3 separate regions of the Mus musculus genome follow, and regions 2 and 3 are each linked to region 1. A link is a contact called in public Hi-C and HiChIP or PLAC-seq data. All regions are on one chromosome and are shown on one strand. The core of a region is the stretch at or near the end of the contact, and the rest is flanking DNA. Distances in the headings are between cores, read along the strand shown. Region 1 overlaps Tacc2 (transforming, acidic coiled-coil containing protein 2). Region 2 overlaps Plekha1 (pleckstrin homology domain containing, family A (phosphoinositide binding specific) member 1). Region 3 overlaps Btbd16 (BTB (POZ) domain containing 16).

What was found. A called contact is a pair of places that touch in the nucleus more often than the background predicts. HiChIP or PLAC-seq counts read pairs in DNA pulled down with a chosen protein or histone mark.
Region 2: a contact with region 1 is called in an H3K27ac HiChIP or PLAC-seq map of heart atrium, with 5 read pairs. The contact joins two enhancer-like sites. A contact is called at or near these places in 3 of 484 Hi-C or Micro-C datasets (LSK cells, embryonic fibroblasts and stem cell-derived neural stem cells), 1 of 115 datasets of contacts at active chromatin or transcription factors (heart atrium) and 3 of 9 other capture datasets (adipose tissue, liver and pancreatic islet).
Region 3: a contact with region 1 is called in a Hi-C map of the N1E-115 cell line, with 3 times the contacts expected there. The contact joins two enhancer-like sites. A contact is called at or near these places in 5 of 484 Hi-C or Micro-C datasets (the HL-1 cell line, the N1E-115 cell line, embryonic stem cells and 1 more) and 1 of 115 datasets of contacts at active chromatin or transcription factors (pancreatic cancer cells).

What each region holds. Positions count from the first base shown.
Region 1 is chr7:130,669,880-130,673,799 of GRCm38.p6, forward strand. The region is part of intron 4 of Tacc2 (transforming, acidic coiled-coil containing protein 2); the gene reads left to right. Among named protein-coding and RNA genes, the nearest start is that of Gm39098, 26 kb to the left of the region's middle. RefSeq lists an enhancer at 1-1,139. Within about 2 kb of position 1,627, at least 119 of the 459 cell types and tissues checked have an H3K27ac peak or open chromatin away from gene starts, as enhancers often do. A contact at or near this core is called in the N1E-115 cell line and heart atrium, where this site is marked.
Region 2 is chr7:130,886,555-130,890,474 of GRCm38.p6, forward strand. All of the region lies in intron 4 of Plekha1 (pleckstrin homology domain containing, family A (phosphoinositide binding specific) member 1), which reads left to right. Among named protein-coding and RNA genes, the nearest start is that of Gm5602, 15 kb to the left of the region's middle. Within about 2 kb of position 1,612, at least 50 of the 459 cell types and tissues checked have an H3K27ac peak or open chromatin away from gene starts, as enhancers often do. A contact at or near this core is called in heart atrium, where this site is marked.
Region 3 is chr7:130,825,873-130,829,792 of GRCm38.p6, forward strand. Btbd16 (BTB (POZ) domain containing 16) reads left to right here. Exons shown (of 16, transcript NM_001081038.2): 16 at 1-27. Among named protein-coding and RNA genes, the nearest start is that of Plekha1, 38 kb to the right of the region's middle. Within about 2 kb of position 1,654, at least 50 of the 459 cell types and tissues checked have an H3K27ac peak or open chromatin away from gene starts, as enhancers often do. A contact at or near this core is called in the N1E-115 cell line, where this site is marked.

The DNA of each region.
Region 1 (3,920 bases), core at 377-2,876:
CTTAACAACACCTTGACTGATGATAAATCCTGACTGGCTGCTAAATCGTGATGGCTTATGTCTTCCCTAGTTGTCAGTTCAATTCTAAAAAAAGTTTAAATTAGATTTTCTCTGTATCTTCCAAATTAGGAACACTCTGCATGAATTTGAATTTGACTTCCTTATTGTTCTCGTATGGCTTGGAAAACATTAATTAATTCCTTATGTGAGAAGAAAGGATCATGGATATTTACATCCAGAGGGACTTTGCATACCTCCCCTGTCCACTCTTTTTCAGAGGACAGTGGGACTACTCTGAAGGCGGCACAAGAAGGTGGAAATGGAATCGAGTCCACTTTGAAGGGCTCTGTCCTCCTGGAGCAGGATTTGGAAGACACACCGGGGGGGGGGGGGGGGACCCAGCTCAGGCTGGGAGTGGTCCTGGGCAGCAGCCCCAGCTATAAAGTGCTGCCTTCCTGAGAATAATGTCTTTAAGATGGTCATTGCTGGTCATGTGAGGCTAAGCAGAGACAGGAGCTGGCCAAGGCTGTTGACCAGGAACTCCTACTGCCTTCCTGTCTCTGCTACAGTGGCCTGTGTTCTCTCAGGAAGCGGGAGGGAGCAGGGAGCACTTAAGGTCCATTTCAGATGTAGGCCCAGGCTCTCTGGGTGTGACTAAAGAGCTGTCACTCACAGTGCCACACTGAGAAGGCCCTGTGCCTGGCTGCTTCTCGAATTCCTGACATTTGTTAGAACATGGAGGGCTGTTTACCCTGCCTCTAGTTACATTCATTTCCATGTAGACTCCATGGCCTTGTCTGCCTTTGCACGTAGGCTCTGGCATTCCCAGAACACAGAACACGTGTCCCTTGTTCAGTGGCCCCAGAGGTTGTGCTGCCAGGTGAGGAATGGAAGGGCCTACTGCTTGTGGAATGTTCTTGAGTGTGCATCACCAAAGGATGGCAAAGACTCTGGCCTCCTCTGGGATACTCCTGGTCTAGCAGGAGAATAGAGCTCACGTTCAAGGAACTACCAGATGTTCAGAGAGCCTGGTAGCCACTGTCTCCCCTTCAGGTGAGGGCTCTACGGCCCCCTCCAGATGGAGGGCTGTATAAGCTAAGGTATGCTTGGGGAATTCGTGGCTTCCTCTGCTATGTGGAGCAGGGAGCTGTGAAGAGGGTTTTAGGTGAGGTAACATCCTTACCAGACTTGAACTGAACCTTCTGGTGGCTGAGGGAACTTGGGGGAATAAACCCTGAGGTATACACTCCTGGATACCCCAGGAGTTCTGCTAAGATGAGGAAGGCCTGGGCCACAGAGGTGACTGGACAGAGAGGACCGATTCCGGAAGAAGGAGGTGACTCAGTGGAAAAGGTGATCAGGGATCCTGAGCCTCTGAGAGCAGGAAAATCTCACAGTCCTGACTTCCGGTGTCAGTGTCCAGCTTGGGAAGAGGAGTAGGATGGAGAGGAGGGAGAGAGGGAGGCGAGGGGCCCGAAGAGGACACAGAGAGAAGGGAGGGGTCAGGAGGGGTTGTGGTGCTCATGTGTGGTAGTGAGTCACTTAGCTTCCCTGTTGGGGCCTGACTACCTCAGTCATGGATGCGCCAAGAACCGGCTACGGTGGGAGGGGAGCTCCCTTCTTAATTGAGCTGTTGAGTCATTTGTTTGGTGCCTTCAGCTAATGGGAACTGGCCAGGGCAGGAAGGGTGTGGCTATGGAGGAGGAGGCCAGTGGAGGGGAAGAGAAGAGAGAGCTGCCTGGTGGTCCTTTGGGAATATACTGGCTTAAGGACAAGTAGGCTGTCCAGACTACTAAACTGAGGGCATGTTGTCGCTGGGTGACCCTGGAAAATGCCCCGTGGTAATAGCTAAAGCCCAAGGGCATCCACGCTTGATCCTCAGCTCTGAGCTGTCCTGGGACCACAGATCTGAGGCCATCTTCCCTACCCTCTGGTAACTTGCCTCACAACCCAAAGGCGAGAACACAATAGTAAGCAACAACCGTCTGTCTCATCAGTGCACCTTTAATGAAATCAGATCTTCCTGGGATTCATAAAGTGTGGGAGCTCAGCCAGCGGAGTCTCTTGAGAAAGCTGAAATTAGACTTGTAATGTGCTTCTTCCCCCTCCCCTTTGAAACAGGGTCTCTCTATGCAGTCCTAGCACTCAGTACTTAGACCAGGTTGACCTTGAACTCACAGACCCACCTGCCTGCCTTTCCTGAGTGCTGGGATTGAAGGTGTGTGCCCATCAGCAGCTGACTTTGCACTGATTGTAAGCATGGATGAAGGCTGTTCGGAGTGACACTCTCTGAAGGAGATTAAACAGCTCCCAGCAGTTTGCTTTGTTCATTTGCAGCCACTTCTCTATATTTTGTTTGGAGACGAGGACTTACTGCGTAGCCTAGGATGACACAGACTTCACGATACTTCTGCCTTGGCTTCCCAAGTGCTGGGATTATAGGTGTGGCCGCCCCCCATACACACACACACACACCGTGCCTGCCTCATCTTTCAGTTTTTATTCACTGTGGATTAGCTTCTAGGGTCCTACAAGGATCATAACTTTTTGGGTTCCACCCTCTCCACCCCCAACCTTGTGGGGCCCTTGAGGAACTGGCAATGTGGCTTCCCACTCTCTCTCAGCCCGAGGACGTGACAGGCTCTCTTTTCACGCGTGATGATGATGCTTGCTGTTCATAGCCTGTCTGAATATTGGATCACTGGGGTGGGTGCTGTCCAATGAGGAAACACAGCTAGTGGGTCTGAAGAGATGATTAGCAGGTAAAGGCACTTGCTGTGAAGTCTGGCAGTCCGAGTCGGTTGTCCACTGATATCCATATGTATGGGCTGTGGCAAATGCATGTGTGTACACACAAACACACATGTGCATGCATGTACATACATACATGTACACACCAAAAAAAAAACAACCCACCACATCTCTCACATCAAAGGGAACAGGAATAAAATAGAAGTTTATTTAGGTTAACCCAAATTCTATGTTTCAACATGGATGTAGCCTCATGATGTTTCTATAGTAACAGAACAAAAGTCATGAATCAAGACAAATTTCAAGTACATTGGTGGGAACGTCAGGTAGGCAAGTACAGCAACATGGGGAAATCTGTTACAGCCTCGGATGCCATCTTAGCTTCTGGGTTGGTGGAAGTAAGTTAGAGGTCTGTCTGTATATTCCAGAAGATTTACCTCGGTCTTAAGGATGTTGGATCCCCACATAGGTGGGTAGTTAAATGTCTATTTAGAAGCTAAAATAGCTCAAGAGACTTTTGTTCTGGACCTGAAATATTCTAACTCTCAATCATTTATTGAGTTCTAATCAGTCTTGTAGGCTCCTGGTTTTCATGGTCTGTCTTCCAAGGGTAGGGAAGGCAGGGACAAGGGCAGCCACTGTAGGCATGGATGTGCTTACGTGATTCAGTTAGGAAGTGGGCTAGATATGAGAGGGTGGAGCCTTGATAGCTTAGCAAGCGAGGAGCTGCCTAGCCAGGAGTTAGGCCTGTTATAGGAACAAAAGAGGCTGGGCAGAGCCATGAAGGGAGGGAAGGGCAAAGCTGGGGTTGATTCTGTGGAGCCTGCTGAATCACCACAGGGCTTTAAGTAGGAGTAAAAATTCCCTTTCCAGGGTTGGGCACCTAACGCAGTGGCTGCTGTCTTTCAGGGCCAGGTTTGGTCTGGAGGCAGAGCCTACAAGGCTGGCTCTGAGCATGGCACGGTGACTCAGAAACCAATGCTCCTATGGCTATTTGCCCCTAAGAGAAGAAATAGACCACAAAACCTCAAACTCCAGCTGCCCCTGCAGCCTGGGTCTCAGGCCCTGCCTCAGAGTCACTAGACTCCAGCCTGGCTCTTGCAAGGCCGTCAGCCGACCAGCTCCCGGCTGACAACAGTGTGGCTGGCTACAGGAGCTGGGGACTCACT
Region 2 (3,920 bases), core at 362-2,861, 220 kb after region 1:
GAGAGAAACTAGAAGACCATTAGAAGAAAAGGTATGGAGACTTGGAGACTTGGCAGCTACCCAGGCAGATTCCATATCCTGGCTATTATGAATAGTACTAACACGGGTTTGCAGGTGTCTCTTTTGTATGCTGGTTTTATTTCCTTTAAGCATATGCCCAGAAGTGGTGTTTAGTTTAGTTTAGTTTTTTATATATGTGGAAAGTAGAGGTAAAGAAAGTAGAAGGGGTCGGGGAAGAAGAGAAACAGTGTGGAACAGGATCCTGGGGTGTGATACTTAATCTTGATTGTCAAGTGGATGGAACCACCATGAAAACAACTCTGTAACAGAGGTGGGAAGATCATCCTAATGTGGGTAGTCTATTACATGTCAGTCATCATTCTCTGCTTCCTGACTGCATACGCAGTGTGGCCCACCACCTCCTCTTCCGGGTACCATGCCTTCCTTCCCTGCTGTGATGGACAGTGTCACCCGGTATTCAAAGCCAGAGTAAACCCTTCCTTCTTTAAATTGCTTTGTCAGATATTTTGTTGTTGCAGTGAGGCAGTAACTAAAACATGGAGCAAGAGAAGGGTCCAGGGAGCGTGGACATACTCCCTGGCACAGTGAGACCTCTTGGCTTTTACAATTAATGGGCATTAATAAATGGAGAAATTTAGAGTGTGTTAAGAGAATCAGTGGTAGGTCAAACAAGATTGCCATCCTCTCTCTCTCTACGTTATAGTGATAGAAGGGACAGAAGTTAAGATTGACCAATTGGTATAAAAAGGGACCATTGAAGTTTAAAGAAAAAGGTACTTTGGGGGCAGAATTAATGTTAATGTTTAAGTTCTTTGCTCTCTTCAGTGTGTAAGAGTGACTTTGTCCTGCAGGTTGATGTTTAGAGCAGTATCTGATGGCAGCCACATGTATCCAATAAGGGAAGCTGTTGTGAACAGACTGAAGTTAGCAACTCAAGAGGCCTACAAAGAAACTCTTGTGAAAATTAGACATTCTCTGCAGATTAGAATTACAGTTACTAAATAAGAGAATGCTTCAGAACCTTGTGATTGAAAGATGTCAGGGCCCATCAACTAACAGAGAACTTTGATAGTTCGAGAGAATAGTATAAACTCACCATCCATAGTCATTGGGCCTAGTTAGAACAGTGATTTTAGTTGATGTCAAAGAGTAAGATGAGCTTCTTGTTAGTCCTTCTGATGGTTTGATAGTCATTCTAAGTGGCAGCATATCTCTAATTACCTAGATACAGTGGGAACGAGAAATACTCCAACCTTACCTTTGATAATGGGAGGGGATTTGAGCAGGTGATACCCAGTGTATAAATATGGAAGCAAACGGAGGAATGGTAGCCAAGTTTGCAGAGCAGAGAAAGACCAATGAAGAGCTAGCCATTTCAGTGTCCTGTCCCACCTTTCTCTAATAGGCTTAGGTAATGGGGCTTGTTTCAGGGACTGGGGGAAGCTACAGTGAGGGGGGACTAAGAACAGGTTCTTTGTTCAGATGTCTTTAGAACAACAGCAACAACAAATAGCCTCTAGTCTCTGTCTCCATCTGGCTCATGTGGGCAGCCACCCTTCCCCCAGCCCAGCAGGGAATGGGATGTGTGGTGTCTCCCGAAATAGAAACTAACACTAATCCCAGAGAAGGGAAGGAATGAGGCACGAAACTGGAAAGGAGGATTAAAGGAGAATCTGAATACTGAATGCAGCCCAGTCCGTGCAGCCCCAGGGAACCTGCAGCCAGCTGCTGCCAGTGATGGGTGGGTAGAGCCATCTCAAGATGCTGACATCTGGATATTTCCACTAGGAGAGCTTGCTGACAGTGAGTGAGCTGTGCAAGGTCGCAACCCCACAACCCAAGTGGGACAACCAGCCTTTTAGTCTTCTTTTAAGATAGTAACAGATGGGCCAGGTTACTTAGTGTCTGAGGAGAGTTATCAGACAGAAAAAGAAACAAGTAATGTAAAACTCAGGAGGAAAAAAAATTTAAAAAGAAACAAAAGGGGAATCAGCAGAAGCTAAAAATGGTAACAGAGAAAGCTGTGTGACAGTCTTACTTATAAACCTTCAGTCTCAGCACTCAAGAGGGTGGCAGGTCCCAGGCCAGCCTGGGCTACATACTGAGCCACTTTCTCAAAATTTAATTAATTAATTGAGGAAGAGAAAATGGGGGATGTGAGAAAGGGCCTAACGTGGCCACACCTGAGCCACAGCCATTTATGGACCATGAGAGAATTAATAGTAAAAAGGAGTCCGATAAAAATGTACTCAGGCCGGGCGTGGTGGCGCACGCCTTTAATCCCAGCACTCAGGAGGCAGAGGCAGGCGAATTTCTGAGTTCGAGGCCAGCCTGGTCTACAGACTGGACAGCCAGGGCTATACAGAGAAACCCTGTCTCGAAAAAACCAAAACCAAAAAAAAAAAAAAAAGTACTCAGATGAAAAGGCAGGAACCAGACCAGCCTCTGACACTATGAGACTCTCGCTTAAAAGGCTTGGCAGCCTGACGGGTCCTGACTTTGTGTTTGTAGTAGTCAACGCTCTCTCTTCCTTTCCCGATCTGCCCTCTTTCCTGCGTGTTATACGCACCTCTTTCCAGTAATTCACGCTCTTTGGAAATCCGAAGATGGTGATAGAGAGGAATACTGTGTCCACTTCTTCTCACTGTCGCTGTTTCTCTGGGAAAGGTGATTGATTCGTACTTGAGGAGATAGGACTCAGACTGTCCTGGAGCCCTGGATCAGCTATCAGCTGTGCTGATTCCTGGCTTCTTAGTTTGTAGCAGATGTCTGTGCCCTTCTTGTCAGAAATAAAAGCATGTGAGATTTTGCTCAAACCACAAGTTATGCCAAGAGTGGCAGGTTTTTTGTTTGTTTTAGTTTTTGGTATTGGGGGCTAGAGATGCAATCCAGATCCTGTGCATGGTTGGCAAACTTTGAGCTATATCTCAAACTGCAAGGAGTTTTTAAATTTAGCTATGTTGGCCTCTTTTTTCCTTAAAAATATCTTCTTATATATTTCTAATTATATTCCTTATATATTTCCTTAATATTTCTCATTGTGTGTATTATACATTTGCTTTGTGCCAGATGTTGCAGTACACAATTAGAATTTTTTTAAAAAATTTTTAAACTTACTATCTTATTTTGTATATATGAGTGCTTTCCTTGCATGTATGTCTGGGCACCACCTGGGACCAGAGTTGCTTCAAACAATATTTTGGAGAAGTTTTGAAAGCATACTGAACTGACTGCTGAAGTTAACAACAACTGCTGTTTGTTGATAGACACAGTTGTGCTGGAACACACACACACATACATATAGACACATACATACATATATACATATATATTTCTTTAAATTTTCCATTCATATAAAAGTACAATTGATGACAGGTTTGTTTTTTGTTTTTTGGGGTTTTTTTTTTTGCTTTTCGGATGAATTTTTTTCTGTGGCATTTCATGGGGTGTACTTTGACTTCTTCTCTGTGACCCTAAGCTTAGCCAGGGAGCTCTGGTTAGAATGCCTCACTCTCAGGCCCAGTTCCAAAGTCTTGTGTTTGAAAAATAATTTTGTTTTTCCCTTGAGGGTTTTCATTTCCTTCTTCTCTTGGTCATATTCATCTGAGTGCTGGTGTATTAATTATTCAGGGTTATGGTGGAGGCTCTTCAAAGTTTTTTGTTTTCATTTGGTTTTGCGACAGGGTCTCTCACTCTGTAGTCCTGGCTGTCGTAGAACTCACTGTGTTGACCAGGCTGACTTTGGACTCACAGAGGCCTGCCTCTGCCTCCAAGAATTCTGGGATTAAAAGTATGTGCTACCATACCTGGCCTTGGAAGTTGATATTTGAACAATTTCAATTCCTACAGTAGTAGTTGATTTTCTTCACAAATGCATATGATATAAATAGGTGTGAAGA
Region 3 (3,920 bases), core at 404-2,903, 160 kb after region 1:
AGCCCCAATTAAATGTTATCCTTCTAAGAGTTGCCTTGGTCATTGTGTCTGTTCACAAAAGTAAAACCCTAACTATGACACTCAGTAACCCAAATGATATTCTAATACAAGGTCTTAATAACTCAAAATGAATGGGAAAAGAACTTGCTATGATATAGGTGGACAAACAGTCATAAGGTAGACTAGTGCTCAGATTAAAACATAGTGGTCAGGTCCTGTATGTCCCAGCCAGCCTCACTCAGACTCCCTCACCCCCAGAAAAAAAACTATCCAGACTTTCAACTCCACTAGCTAGTCTGGCCAGAGTCTGACTGACTGATAAGCAGAAAAACACCTCAGCCATTGTACTGGTTACTTTTCTTGTTGCTGTGATCAAATATCTGACAAGAAACAACTTAACTAAAAATAAAAAAAGGGTCTGTTCTGGCTCACAGTTCAAGGATGCAGTGGAGTCATGATAGCCAGAGTTTGAGGCAACTGGTGACTGTGCCCCTGCAACTGGTGACAGCTGGTGATGGGGCCCTTGCAACTGGTGACAGCGCCCCTGCAACTGGTGACAGCTGATGACAGTGCCCCTGCAACTGGTGACAGTTGATGACAGTGCCCCTGCAGCTGGTGACAGCTGGTGATGGTGCCCCTGCAACTGGTGACAGTGCCCCTGAAACTGGTGACAGCTGGTGATGGTGCCCCTGAATTGGTGACAGATGGTGATGGTGCCCCTGCATCTGGTGACAGCTGATGACAGTGCCCCTGCAACTGGTGACAGCTGGTGATGGTGTCCCTGCAGCTGGCGACAGTTGGTGATGGTGCCCCTGCAGCTGGTGACAGTTGGTGACGGTGCCCCTGCAGTCAGGAAACAGATAGATGCTGATGTTCAGCCACTTTCTCCCTCCCTTTCAGGCCAGGGCCCCAGCCCGTGGATGGTGACACCCACGTTTAGGGTGGGTCTTCCCACCTCAGTTAACTTGATCTCACTGAGAAACACCGAGAGGCTTGTCTCATAGGTGATTCTTGATCCTGTCAGGTTGACAATCCCTGTTCATCATCACAGGCATCCTTTGTGGCCACACACATTCATCCAACAGCATGTCTAAGATCTGACCACAGTTGCCTGGAGGTACAGCTTACCAGACAGGCATGGAGTGAAGCTCTTTAGAAAAGTCAGTGTTGCTTACCACCAGGTTACTGAAGAATAATGAGAGAAAAAAAATAGGACGGAGGGGACCGCCGTCACTGAGGGGCTAGGCAGGGACACCCTCTGGCATGGTTTGAGGGGGCTCTTTGGGGGGTTTGTTGTTGTTATAAATGGGTTATGCAATGCATGGTTGCAAGAAATCTGTGGGTGATGCTAGAAAAGACTGCAGTCTAGAAGCTTCCATTTCTCAATGAAGCTCCTCATGGTGCCGCAAACATGCATTTGTCTTCCTTTCCAGTACCCTCAACACCCACAAAACATCAGGTTTAGGAATCTATTTTACCACACTGATAAAAAGAAGAAAAAAAGACATCCTCTAATACAGTATCAATACAGCTTCCCTAAGAAGCCCCTTCTCCCATCCCCTTCCCTAAACCCCACTACTACACACACACACACACACACACACACACACACACACACACACACACACACACACACTCTGGAGAACCATTTGTTCTAATTCTGAGAATCCACTCCTGTCCACCAGAGGGCACAGTTGACCTCAAACTTGGGAGCCAGAATTCCAGTGGCTGAAATCGGCAATCTGGAAAAACTCTGTCTTAGAGGTAACTGTCAACTTGACACAGTCCAGAGCCATCTGCGAATGGAGTCTCAACTGAGGACTTCCTAGATCAGATTGGCCTGCATGCATGTCTGTGGGTCATTGTCTTCTTTTTAGTTGATGTAGAAGGGTCCAGCCCACTGTGGGCAATACCATTCCCTGGGCAGACAGTCCTGGGTGGCATTAGAACGTTAACTAAGCGTGAGCTTGTGAATGAAGCAGCTGGTAGACGCCCTTGGTAGGTCTGGCTTTCAGGTCTCCCTTTGAGAGTCTACCCTGGCTTCTCTCAATAATGGACCTGGCAGTGTCAATCAAATGCATCTTTTCCTCTGCAAAATTACTTCTAGTCGTAGCAACAGAAATGAAACTAGAACACACACCTAGAAGCACTGGGTCCTCCTCGCTTAATGGTTAAAACCGAAACTAACACATCTGGCATGAGAGGCGACAAGTTCACCCATACCGTGTCTGAACTTGAGAAGTGTAAGCCTTGAGACAAAAAATTCTCAAGAGGCTCTCAGGAGCTCTGCTCGCAAGGTAAAGCTTCACAGAGTCGGGCTTTACCACCCATGCTTGCAGTGCCCACAGTAATGGGCATGGGCACTGGACAACACTGCATCCTATGTATGCTTCTGGAGCCAACTCTGCCTGCCTTTCTCATCATTCACCTCACCTCCCAGGCCCATGAGAAAGGAAAGGGTTGTGCTGGGAAGTTGGTCCCCAATTCACTTGGTGCACAGCAACTCTCAGGTACCAGCTGACCTAGTGTCGGCTCCTACCTCTGCCACTCACTGGCTATGTGGCTCTAGGCAGTCAGCTAAACTCTCAGCCTCAGAAGCCAACCTTACTCGTCAGTCACTTAAGCACGTTGCAAACACTCGATGAACATCGGTCCTGTTGCTCACTGGCTGCTTGGTGTCATTTTGTACTTGTTGAAGGTTGAAACTGCTGCCCTGTAGGCTTGGTTGCATCCTTCTTGGGGCCCGCTTCACCGATGTAGGATGAGATGGTTGGGCTAGCAGCTCCCTTGGGAGCAGAAGAGCAGCTGAACCCGTGAAGCGGGGGTTGTGGCAATTGGGAAGTAACTTCACCACAGGCTTGTCAGAGTGAGAATGAATTGTGGGCTGGGAGGATGGCTCAGTGGGCAAAGTGCTCGCCAGGCAAGAGTGAGAGTTGAGCTAGAATCCTCAGAACCCACATAAAAAGCCAGATGTGGCGGTGGGTGCCTGTCATCCCACTGCCGGGGAGACCAAGGCAGGGGGATCCTAGAGGTCACTGCCCAGCACCTAGCCAAACCAGTGAGAGACCCAGCCTTAAAAAAATAGAACTGGATATGGTTCTATTTTAGTCCCTTTAGTCCCAGAATTTGGGGGGCAGATTCCTATGAGTTCAGATTAAGGTCAGCCTGGTCCACAGAGTGAATTCCAGAACATATTAAGACCTTGTCTAACTGTCTTAATTAATTAATTAATTAATTAATTAAGCACACACACACATATGCAGAGGGGAAGAGGAGGAGGGGCAGAGGAGGAGGAAAAAGCATTAAAAAGTAAGAAAGATTCTTCCTCACTGTTTGTTTGTTTGTTTAAGACAGGGTTTGTGGGTTAAAAGTGTGGTCCTGTGTCCGCTCAGGCCTTGGGCAATGCAGGACTCGGAAGTTTTAACTGTGCAGACCCCACCCCAGGCACTGGGTGGGCTTCCGACTGTGAAAAGCCAAGGAACCCTGCTCTGGGGGTGGGGGAGCACAGTCTGAGTTCCCTGGGGGAATGCTGGAGTTGGCTGGGGGTCCCCGGGCCTGCAGGGAGACTGGGAACTGGGAACGTATAGCTCTCAGACTCTTGGGCACCCCAGGCAACTTGATAATGTGGAAGAGCTGAGAACGGAGTGGGGGCCCTGAGGGCTGGATCTAGCCTGGGGCCACAGGGTCCCACGAGGACGAGCGAGTCCTTGGCTTATTTGGCAGGCGGCTTGACTTGGAGTCCACGGCTGGGATCACAGAGAGGCCTCCTGCGGGAGACTGGATGCTGCTCTTCAGACAAAGGCCTGCTCCATTGCTCTGCTCAGCGAATCCCAATAAGAAGAGACAGTCCATAGGTTTTTTTGGTTTGTTTTTTTTTTTTTTTTTGGTTTTTTCAAGGCAGGGTTTCTCTGTGTAGCTCT